2 separate regions of the Mus musculus genome follow, and region 2 is linked to region 1. A link is a contact called in public HiChIP or PLAC-seq data. All regions are on one chromosome and are shown on one strand. Each heading gives the region's core, a stretch centred on a gene start, on an enhancer-like site or on the middle of the called end of the contact. The rest is flanking DNA. Distances are from core to core; before and after follow the strand shown.

What was found. HiChIP or PLAC-seq counts read pairs in DNA pulled down with a chosen protein or histone mark.
Region 2: an H3K27ac HiChIP or PLAC-seq map of embryonic stem cells shows a contact between it and region 1, with 3 times the contacts expected there. The contact joins two enhancer-like sites.

Annotation. Positions count from the first base shown.
Region 1 is chr3:103,416,347-103,422,367 of GRCm38.p6, reverse strand. No RefSeq gene overlaps it. Among named protein-coding and RNA genes, the nearest start is that of Gm25869, 8.1 kb to the left of the region's middle. Within about 2 kb of position 2,462, at least 78 of the 459 cell types and tissues checked have an H3K27ac peak or open chromatin away from gene starts, as enhancers often do. A contact at or near this core is called in embryonic stem cells, where this site is marked.
Region 2 is chr3:104,432,828-104,438,631 of GRCm38.p6, reverse strand. No RefSeq gene overlaps it. Among named protein-coding and RNA genes, the nearest start is that of Gm38412, 27 kb to the right of the region's middle. Within about 2 kb of position 4,326, at least 46 of the 459 cell types and tissues checked have an H3K27ac peak or open chromatin away from gene starts, as enhancers often do. A contact at or near this core is called in embryonic stem cells, where this site is marked.

The sequences.
Region 1 (6,021 bases), core at 1,213-3,712:
ATCAATAAATAAAATCTGAGGGTCAAGACAAAAATAAGTTGAGGTCCACAATCATGAAATGTCAGCACACTGAGAGTCTTGGGGACAGCTCAGAGGTTAAGAACACTGGCTACTCTTGCAGGGAACCTGGGCTCAGTTCCCAGCACCCATATGGAACCTCACTTGGTACACATGAACTCACACAATACACACACATACACATGAAAACAGTTTGTATGAAAGAACTTGGGTGCATCGATCTCTATTTAAACACTGTTCTGTGCGTTTCTGAGGGAGGGGTTTTAGGCGAGATTCAAATGTAAACCTGTGAACTTCAAATCACACAGACTGCCCCTCTTGGTGCTGGGTCTCGCCCAATCAGTTGAGAAGCTAACTAGCAAAGAAAGACTTCCTGCGCAGTGGGTCTCTGCTGCTTTGGTGGGAAAGGACTCCGTTTAAAATGTACGCTGTGCTTTAAATCAGAAGGCTTTGTTTAAATTCTCATCTCTGGAACACTTACTTGCTGTGACTCTGGACAAATCCCCCCGATGCTCAGTCTCCCTATGTGTAACGTGGTGGGGCTCTCAGGAGGCCAAATAAGCCAATACATGTAGGATGTAAGTGGTCTGTCCTGAACAAAGAGAGCATCTTTAAGACCAAAACGCTCAGCTTGCATCGGCTTCCCCTGGTGGGGGCTCCGGTGTCACATTGATTTCGTCAGGATTATTGTTACAATAAAATACTCTGGCAGGAAAACTCATTCTTTTGGAAAAGAGTATGTGCCCTTTTAATATTTCATTCATGGTGTGCTTTTATAAGACAAATACAAGTCGAGGGTATAATTAAAACTCCTTCCAGCGAGGCGGCTGCGGTCCAGGGAGGAGGTCAGCACCTCCATTCTTCCGAGGTCCACGGTTGGCTGCTTGCCTGCCCTGCGGGCTCTATGATTTCCTGTCCCCCACGTGCTGGGCACAAATCAAATCATTTCCAATGACCCAATGTGAGTCTCTGCCACTCAAAGCTGAATGAAGAGACCAAACAGCATCAAGATGGGTCTCCAAAGAACCAGGGTTCCCAGGGGTTGCGTTTCTTGGAAAATATGAGGTTAGAAGGGCAATTGAATCCAGAGGGTGGTGTGGAAAATGGGGAAGCCGTCTGTGGGCCCTGAAGATGGTTCCTTCTTTATAAACAGAGATCTTGATTGTGTGAAAGCCACGCAAGGGCTTTTCAGCGAGATCTGTAAGCTCGGATGTGAGTGGGCATCTCTCCAGGGAGCGGTCTGCGTCCTGGAAATGGGGTGTTGCCTTAAATAGCGGGCAGACTTTCCTTTGGGTCAGCTAAGATCTGAGTGCTTGGAGCGGTTTCCAGTCCTACTGGATTCACAGTGTCCCCTGAAGCCCAGGGTAGAAATGTCAATCTTACTTCATTTCTGTTTCCCTAGACACCCTACTTTACACATGCACGCTAGCGGGGACACACACAGAGACACACAGTGCTGGCTCCTTCTCCCATCAATACAATGTATTCATAATTTCCCTCGTGCCTGCAAGCATTTGCATATCCTGCTGGCCCTGTCTGGAGTCTGCTTTCATCCACTGTTAACTGCAGGGGTTGGAGGGCTCACCACCATTCATCCTGAGTCCCAGCTTCCCCTGTTCAGAGAATCCTCCTTGACCTGACCTCAACTTCCACTGCCTCCATTCTCCTCGCTGATTCAGCTCCCACATTCTGTCTTCACAGCACCCAGCTTTGAGCACATTGTTTGCTTTTCCATCTTTTTCATTAAGAATCGAACTGCATGAGCCAACATATTTTTATCTTCTCTCTCTCTCTCTCTCTCTCTCTCTCTCTCTCTCTCTCACTCTCCCCCCAAAAACAATGGGAGCCATATGTTATCCCTTACTGTAGCTATTCAGAACCCCTGAGACTTCCCTACATGCAATATCTCCACACCCCCTTACTCTGCTGCCCTGAACTGAATACAGTACCTGGTACATAGGATGTAGTCAATTAAAGAGTCTGGAGTGTCAGTAAAGGATACATTGTTTCCTAAACAGTTCAAACCCTGCCTGGTTGTGTTTCTTTGCCATACCCTCAAACATATCCTGAGTGAGACATGACTTTAATGGCAGCTTGTTAACTCCTGAAGTCATCTGTGGTATGTTGAAGAGACAGGAAGGGCTAGATGGATTACAGACAAACCTCTCCAGCCCTCTGCTGGCAGCTGAGAAAGCAAGAATGCATGCAGGAACATGAGCAGGTCAAATCAGACAAGACAGATTCCTGCATGATTCTATGCCTTGATGCAGCTGGACAAAACAGCAGGTTTCCATCTTTGCTGCCCTGGATCTGTATTTATTGCCTGCTTCCCAGTCATGTTTCTCTATTGTCAAAAAAAGAGATTTGCCGGAGGCTGGCTCCCTTCCCATTAAGGTCACCAGAGAGCCACTGAATGCTGGGAAACAGTGGGCTCAGCACAATGTCAGGGAAGAGTTACTGAAAAGGAGCTCTGCGCTAGCGGGTCTGGCAGAGATCACACACAGAGAGGTCAGGGAGAAGTCACCACACAAAGGCAGGCAGACCAGACCCAGGAGACCTCCTCCTCCAGAGTTCTAGCAACTGACAAAGTCCTGTGACAGACCTCCCTAACTACAGCAGGACTCCCAGCCATTTTGATGACTCCCAGAAAATCACTTGAAAAAAATCCAACAAGAAATTCTTTCTATGATTAGGAAGAGATGGGGCGATCTGCAACCTGGAGGGCAACTTAAAGCCTCCAGAGCTGATCGCTCTCTCTCCAGAGCACAGCAGCCGCCTTAGAGACTCCATTTTCAAGAGGACTCTTGGGTCCTTCCTCTGGAAACATCCTTCTGTTTGTCAAAGGGCTCTTGTGTTACAGACACGCGGCTTCTCTGGTTAGGTCAGGAAGAAGGGAGACATCCAGGCAAGGAACTTAAACGTAAAGGGTCAGAAGAAACCTTTCTCACTTTGCTAAGGTGCCCAGAAGCCAGGCTCATGATTCCATTGTTCTGTCCTTCCTGTCTTGAACACAGTTAGGGCTCCCAGGTGCTAGAGAAGGTAGGGCCAATTCAGTCTTTTACATTTTGAGAACAGCAGGACAATAGAACTCAGTAAGTCCTCCTACCACACTCCAGAGAAGAGATGATGGACCAGTCATTGACTACTAATAACTGATGGCTTTCCTTTTCCAGGGACTGAATAGGGAGTCTGTGCAAGTCACTGCTTGGGTCTCCTCTTCTTCCTCACATCATAAAGTGGCACTCAGTAGTTCCCCAGGTCACTTCCAACCCACTGACTTCTGAGTGTTGGCTCTCTACAGAGACAATTTTTTTCCAACAATTTCCTTCCAATTTTTAATAAAAATCAATGACTTCATTGGTCTTAGAAATGCTACATGTAAGATATGTAAGCAAGCCAGGTGTGGTAGCGCACGCCTTTAGTCCCAGCACTTGGAAGGCAGAGGCAAGCCTGGTCTACAGAGTGAGTTCCAGGACAGCCAGGGCTATGCAGAAAAACCCTGTCTCAAAAAATCAACAAAACAAAACAAAACAAAACAAAACAAAACAAAACAAGATATGTAAGCAAAATCGAAAAGTATTAAAAGTAACTTTTAAAAATTTCATCCTGAGTCAGAGACATAACTAAATAGTAAAGGCACCCCCACCAAGCCAGATAACCCGGAGTCCCATCTCCATGACCCACAGTGATGGAAGGAGATAATGGCCTCTAAATACTGCCCTCTGACCTACACACACACACACACACACACACACACACACACACACACACACACACACACTTTGGTACCCATTTAAAAAAAAACAAATAGGTAAGTATTTTCAAAACTGTAATGTAAAAAATTAAATTAAAATTCATCCTATATTATATCTAGAAATACAATTAATATTTGTTAAACACCATCCTAGACACCTCTATGGATGTGTTATGACAAAAAAGGTAGGTAGATGGATGGAACTCATTTTACAGATATAGACTATGTGCTATTTTTGGTAAATAATAAACTGGGCAGTGGTGGTACACGCCTTTAATCTCAGTGCCTGGGAAGCAGAGGCAGCCTGAGTTCAAGGCCAGCCTGGTCTACAGAGTGAGTTTCATGACAGCCAGAGCTTCACAGAGAAACCCGGTCTTGGGGGAAAAAAAATCAAGTGTAATGCTATTCTCAAGTTTAGTTTGAAAAAGAAATGAAAGTAAAACTAAGAATTGTTCTACAACAAGAACTATGCAGGGACAGAAGTAGCAGCAGAATGTTCATAAGTTTTTGATCATTTCTCCAGCTGAAGGGTGGGTCTATTTCTCTACATCCATGAGTCTGGGCTGGGCCTGTGGTTTCTTTGGCCACTAGAATACAGTAGAAATGATGTTATTCCCATCCTGGGCCTCGCCTTTAAGAAAACTGGCAGCTCCCACTATGTTTCTTTTAGAACCCAGCCACTATGCTCTGAGGAAGCTCACGCAGCCACACAGTAGGTCCGCAGGAGGACAGGAGAGACTCCTGGCTAGCAGCCCCACCCAAATGCCCAGTCAGCAGCCTGCACCGGCTTCATGGGCCACCCCAGTAAGTGTACAAGGGTCAAACATGCCTGCTCTGAGTCTGGCCCAAACTGCCAAATTATGATCATATAGATGATTTTAGGGCACTAAGTTTTTACCTAGTTTGTTATGTAGGGCTGGGTAACTAAAACAGCAGAAAAGGAAAAGGATGGGCAGCTGCAGAGACCGCTCAGTGGTGAAGTGCACGTGCTGCTATTTCAGAAGACCCGCGTTCAGAACACCCACTTCAGGCAGCTCACGACCACTGTTAACCCAGCTCCAGGGGATCTGATGCCTTCTTATGGCATCCTCAGGAACTGCACACATGTGTGCATAGCACACAGCTATTATAATGAATAATAAAACAAATATTGTTTAAAAGATAAAAGGATTTAAAGACAACAATATAGTATAGTGGTTATCTAGGAGATAAAAATTCAATCCTCACCCAGGGTGAAAAAGTTAAAGAAACAGTGTCTTCATTGACTTCAGAATTTCTGATGTGTCGTCATATTTACAAGTTCATAAGTGTTTCTATATTAATATTATGTCTGAAACCAAATCCTAGAGTGAGTCTTTGCACCATATTTCAATGGTAAGATGGTTTGTTTTATGCTTTTATCCTACACGAGTTTTCTTCACCTATAATGTTGACACAATTCCCCATCTCCATCCTTAATGTGCTTCTTCTCCTTAGAGACAACTGACTCTCACATTGGATCCTTATATCAACTATTATTTCCCAGATTGCTTTGATCTCTGTGTTGCTGTTGTACTTGTTGTTGGGGTTTTTATGCTAATGTGAGCTGGCACACAGGCCTGAATGATGTTGACTGATCTGTTGAGAAAGTCATTTCCCCCATGTTCCCTTTTGGTTCTGTTTAAGTGGAAAAAAAGTTTCAGTTCTGTGCACATTCCTGTCAACAGTTGTTTCAGGTTCTCTCTACAGAGGCCTCCTCTGCCTCTGCCTCTGCCTCTGCCTCTGCCTCTGCCTCTGCCTCTGCCTCTGCCTCTGCCTCTGCCTCTGCCTCTGCCTCTGCCTCTGCCTCTGCCTCTGCCTCTGCCTCTGCCTCTGCCTCTGCCTCTGCCTCTGCCTCTGCCTCTGCCTCTGCCTCTGCCTCGGTACACCACCATATCCAGCTAATCCTTGTTGAACTTTAAAAAAAAAAAATCATTCTTGTTCTTAGGCATCCAGGCAGCCATGGAAGGATTCTGAACTGCTATCTTGTTTGTTCTAACCATGCCTGGCTAGGAGCCAATTAAATTAAAATGCAAGGACAGCCAACACCAAGGGTCAGAAGAAAGTAGGCAGGACGAGAGCAGGGGCACATGGATTGAATTCATCCTTTCCTCCAAGCGACAAGATAGACAAATATTTGAAGGGCTGCCAAGCCTGAGCCCAGAGCTTCTGTTTGAGTTCTATAAATCTCAAATCTGATCTTATCTCAAGCAGTAGAAGCTGAGTCCATT
Region 2 (5,804 bases), core at 3,077-5,576, 1.0 Mb before region 1:
CCTGAGCTCCGCATTGCTAAGCACCCCTGACATTTCCTACAAATGTTTTGCCATGAAAATCAGGCCCTGATGGGGTTCCATCAACCTAGGGAACCCTATGAAGAGAATCCAAAAGAGCTTACTGAGCCCAAAGTGGATCTTTTATTATTTATTTGAAGCTATTAACGGTGCAAAAAAAAATCACAATTACATTTTCATACTATGTAATATCCTTTATTCATCTCTTGGAAGTGATGATTGGCCTGAAGAAGGTGTGGGAGAGGGATGTACTGAGGTTCTGGTTCTCGAAAGACTTAAAGGACAGGGGAGGAGCTTGGTTTTGACTGGGAGGTAGACGGCTTGGCTCGTGGGCGGAGGAGATGGGGTGAAGGCCGGCTTAGGAAAATCACTGTGGTTACTGAGACGGACTGGCTGGAGGTCAGAAGAGGACTAAGGAACTGCTGTGTGGTCTGCATAAGAGGTATTAACAAGGCTGGGCCTGTAGCTCAGTGGATAGAATGCTTCTTAGCATGTGTGAAGCCCGAGGTCCATCCCGTAATGATGCTTAAACCGATCGATGCATGGTGGCACAGGCTTGTAATTCCAGCACTAGAAAGGTAGAGGCAAGAAAGAGGATCAGAAGTTCAGGGGCATCCTTGGCTACATAGGGAGCTCAAGGCCAGCCTAAGGTACTTGAAACACTTAACGAATGTTAAAATAAATAAACATAAAAGATGCTAACCAGCATCATGGAGGAGGACAGTTACTACGGAAATAGAAAAGCTGCCGAGAGTCAGGAGAGACTTGCCATTGTCTTCAAGAGCTCCAGGGAAAGGTGCCAGCTTTTCTCACAGCCTTTTGAACAAAAGCAGCACAGGGGGAGGCAAATAGCTGAGCTGAGGTATTTGATGAGATACAAGAACAGCTTCTTCCCATGCTGGGCCAGGCCACAAGCGGGCCCTTCACGGGCAAGTGGCTATCATGCCTGGACCGCAAGGCAGGCCACTCAACGCTGCTCTCTGCTAGATGAGAACAGCATTCATTTTTCTTGGGAATCTGAATATCAGTGGAGGCCTTCAAACCTGACTGAACAGGACTCAGTGGTTGAATAGCAGCTTAGCATCTATGAGGTGTGGGGTTCAGTCCCCAGCATCAAGTACATATGCACCGTCCCTCACGCACATAGAACACCTGAGCGTCACAAACTCTGATGAGCTCAACAGATGCTGATGCCAGCCTCTGCTTCCAGAGAGCTGGAGTTGAGCAGGGGACCCACAGTCTGTGGTGTTTTGAGGCAATTAGAAGTCAGGGTCAAATCCTTTTCACTCATGACTCTATTAGCACGAGAACAAACTGAGGGTCAGAGAGGAACAGGGTCTTACTTAAGTCACTCAGGCAAAGGTTCCAGCATCAGAGCTTGGGTCCGGCTCCCCAGGTACACCGCAGACTCATGGCTGGCATGCTTGGGTCTAGGTGGAAGGGTACATCATGGCAGAAAGGCTTGGGAACCTTGCCTATCACCCTCTAGGAAGACCTAACGTGAACAAGAGAGTGGCCAGGGAAAGGAAATGATATAGTTAATCCGCCAATGATACAACCAATCCACAGTCTATTGTTAATTTTTGTCCCCCACACTCAGAAGGGGCCTTTTCCCTCCAGTTTTTCCAGCAGCCATCATATGGGGGGGGGGGGCAGGAGGTCTGGCACCGGGGGTTCCCCAGGGCCAAGTCCCACTAGGCTTCTTTCTGGGAATCGAACCTGGGACCTCTGCAAGAGCAACAAGTGTTCTGAACCTCTGAGCCATCTCTCCAGCCCCAGAAGCAGGCTCTCTGATCCCATCTTCATTCGCACATTGATAGGAACAGCAGCTGGTATTTATGGAGTGGTTTGCATTCTCTATACATCTGAGCTATTTCATAATCCCAGGGTCTAGTAGCATTTCTATTCCTATTTACATGTGTGCTGATCAGCTTTTTGTCAAACTAGTCACAAACTAAAGTCATCTTGGAAGAGGGGACCTCAGTTGAGGAATTGCCTCCATCAGATTAGCATGTAGGAAAATCACATCCATCAGATTAGCATGTAGGGAAGTCTGTAGGGTGTTTTCTTACTTAATGGTTGGCGTGGGAAGGCCCAGCCCACTGGGCAGGTGGTCCTAGGTTGTATTAGAAGGCACATTGGGTAAAGCACAGGGAGAAAGCCAACAAGCCGTGTTCCTCCACGGCTCCTGCTTTGGTTCCTACCTCTTCCAGGTTCCTGCCTTGGCTTCCCTCAAAGGTGGACTGTACACATGTAAGCAAAATGAGCCCTCCCCCAGCCTCAAATCACTTTTGGTCAGTGTTTTATGACAGCAACAGAGAAGCACACCAGGACAAGCTGTTTCTGGCTTTCCTGATTATCATGAAAAAATGCTACCTTGAACATGGAGATCCTTGATTTTTACATGGGCCTGCGTTGTAATTGCTCTTGGGACTGTACCTCAGAGAAGAGCTGCTGAGTCACTTGGTATGGCTGGAACTCTTGAGTGTAAACAACAGGAACTGCCTCTCAATAAAGAGGACTTTTACTGGCAGTATCATGAAGGCTTCCAGAATCCCATAAAGAGAGGCAAAAGGATGGGCCTAGAAAATAGACAAAAGCGCCATAATGGTCAGTGGCCAGGCAGTGGAGTGGGTGGAGATGAGCCCTTCACGGGCCATCATCAGCACCCTAACAGCAGGCAGGTTAGCAAGGATAGAGTGTAATGAGTTGGGTCATAGTTTGATGGGATGTGGGAGACACCAGACTGAAGACCCAAAGACCAAGGGCAGGGTCTAATGGGGATTGGTCATACCTGAGTTCCCCTCGTGGGTCCTGGATGTCTAGATTCTTTCTGGCCTCTCTGCGCAGCCTTCTGTTCTCCCATATTTTTTGAGATGTTTTGGGACCTTAGGACTTTAAACTAAGGAAGGTATGTCAGTTTTTGACCTCTGTATTCAATTTTTAATCAACATATTGCATGTCCTCATGAGCTACAACGTGGCTGCGATTTTTCAGTGTCTGTGCACAATGTGTTATGATTGGATCAGGATGACTGGCGTATCCATCACCTCAGACAGTTCTCATTTCTCAGTATGGGAACGTGTGAAATCCTCCCACCAGCTACTTGCCCGCCACCGTTAAACCCTGGATGCTATAGGGCCTTAGCAGCGATTCCTCCCATCCGGCTGCAACCCTCTGCTCACTAACCACTCTCTCTACATCTCTGCTCAGGTTCTGGACCATTGTATCTCTCTGCATTCAGCCAGGATATGATTCAGTACACAGTGTCTTTCTTGACACTTGCTTGATTTACGTCACTTACGTCCAATTCCACCCATGTTGGGCGAATGACACAGTTGTGTTCCTGTTTATGCACAAATAATATTCTATTGTGTGTTTACTTTTTTTTTTTTTTTTTTTTTTTTTTTAAGAACAGTGTTTCTCTGTGTAGCCCTGGCTGTCCTGGAACTTTCACAGAGATCTGATGCCTCTGTCTTCCAAGTATGGGGATTAAAGGTATGTGCCACCACACTTTATGTTCGTATCCATTTGTCTGTTACTGGGCACCTAGGCTGATCCTACCTTCGCTGCTGTGAATTGCGGCCATTTAACTCTGAGCCACAGACTCTTGGTTGGGCTGATTTCAGTTTATCTTAATATACACTCAGCTTTCTGGGTCACATTGCAGTTGTGTTCCTTGTTTTGTAAGGCAGATGCACGCTGTTTCTCTGGTGGCCATGCTCCCAACTGCTGTGCTCAAGGCTCTCTTTGCTCAACATTTCCACCGGCATTTGTTACCTTCGTCTTTTTAATAATTGACATCTTATCAGGGCTGACTTGATGTCCCATTGTGTGTGTGTGTGTGTGTGTGTATGTGTGAGAAAGAGAGAGAGAGAGAGAGAGAGAGAGAGAGAGAGAGAGAGAGAGAGAGAGAGAGAGAGAGAGAGAGAGAGACATGAGCACAGGAACCTGCAGAGGTCAGAGGGTGTCAGGTCCCCGAGGGCTAGCATTAAGGGCAGCCGTGAAGCAATATAGGTGCTGGGAACTGAACCTCTCTCTGCAAGAGCAGCACTGCTCGTATCTGCTGAGTCATCTCCCCTCCGTTTTGTGCCCCCTGGTGATGGATGACAACCCTGTGATTGTTGACTATCTGTGTATCTTCTTTGGAGAAATCTAGTTAGGGCTTGGGCTCCTTTTAACCAATTTATGATTTTTGTGTGGGTTTGTTTTCTACTGAGTTGTTTGAATTCCTTACAGAGAGTGTTAGAGAACGCCTGCCCCGCCCCTCTGTTACGTTTGTGGGAGGGGTCGGTTTTCTCTTTCTTCTCAGTTTCTGCCCGGAGGCAGGGGCAGGGTCACAGCCACTTTGCTCAAATCCCAAAGTGTTCCCTGTGTCCCGCTGCTCTACTGATTTCATAGTGTCTGATTTATTTATTTTACTCTTAAGTCTTTAATCCATTTTGATTTTTTTTTTTTTTTTACATAGTGATGGATGGGAACCTAGTTTCATCTGCCTATGCATATGCAGTTCACCCAGGACTATTGTTAAAAAGAACTTTCATTTTCCATGTGTTACATGGGCAAACACACGGGTTCTAGTTCTCTATCTCACTGGACAGTATCGCCTGCCTTGCTGTGTGGTCACTCTAGCTTTGTAGCATGTTGTGAAGTCAGGAGTTACAATGCCCTCAGCTTTGCTCTTTCTAGATAAGATTACTTTGGAACTTTGGGGTTGGGAATTCCATATAAATCCCCCACCCTCCCCCCAACCCCCTCTCGCTCTCCCCACACCCCAGTACTGGAGACTGAATCGATAGCCTCATTATGCTAGGCAGGTGCAGGTGCTGGACTACTGAGCCACATCCCAGCCCCCCACCCCCCTTCTGTTTGGAACACCACCGGTATTCAGATGGACGTAATGTGGAATCTGTAGATCACGTTCAGAAGTGTGGACAGTTTCACTGGATGAACTCTTCCAGTCAGCAAACATAAGAAACCTTTTGTTTTTCATTTTCTTTCATAGAGTCTCTTGACTTTGTTTTTTTTTTTTTTTTTTTTCTCTTTGGACTATAAAATTCTTTTCCCTCAAATCAATATTTTTTTTTAAAGTGACTTTTCTAAGTGGGCCAGTGACTGACTAGTGTGTTTAACTCCTGTTACACTGACAGGATTAAAAGCAAGCCCAGTTCTCCCATTCATGCCTCAGAGTAGTAACAAAGGGTGTATTCCTTGGGAATATAGAAATGGTTATTTTGCTGTTTTAGTATGCAGAGTTGAATTCATATATCTAACACACACACACACACACACACACACACTATACACACATAAACCCCTCCGAGAGAGAGAGAGAGAGAGAGAGAGAGAGAGAGAGAGAGAGAGAGAGAGAGAGTTTTTAAGCTAGGAAAAAAAGAGTTTGCCTCTCATGACTCGTGCCCTTTACCTACATTCTGACCTTCCGCCTCACCTAATATTACCCCATTTTCTAAGTTCTAGGCTATACCCATACTTAATACCTGTTCACATATATTCATGTATATATTCTAGGCTATAGCTCCTATATGAGGAAGAATTTTCTTTTCTTTCTTTTGTGGTCTTCTGGAGTTTAAGATTATGTTCCCTTAATGTTACACTTTTGAGATCCATTCATCTCCTGCAAGTTTCATGCTCTTTACAGCAGAATAATACCCTATTTTGTACATGAAGCACATTTTCATTACCCGTTCTCCTGCTGCTGGACATGCAGGCTGGTTGCGTAAGCACATGAACGTGCAGGCATCTCTGAGGTAGGACATGGAGTTCTT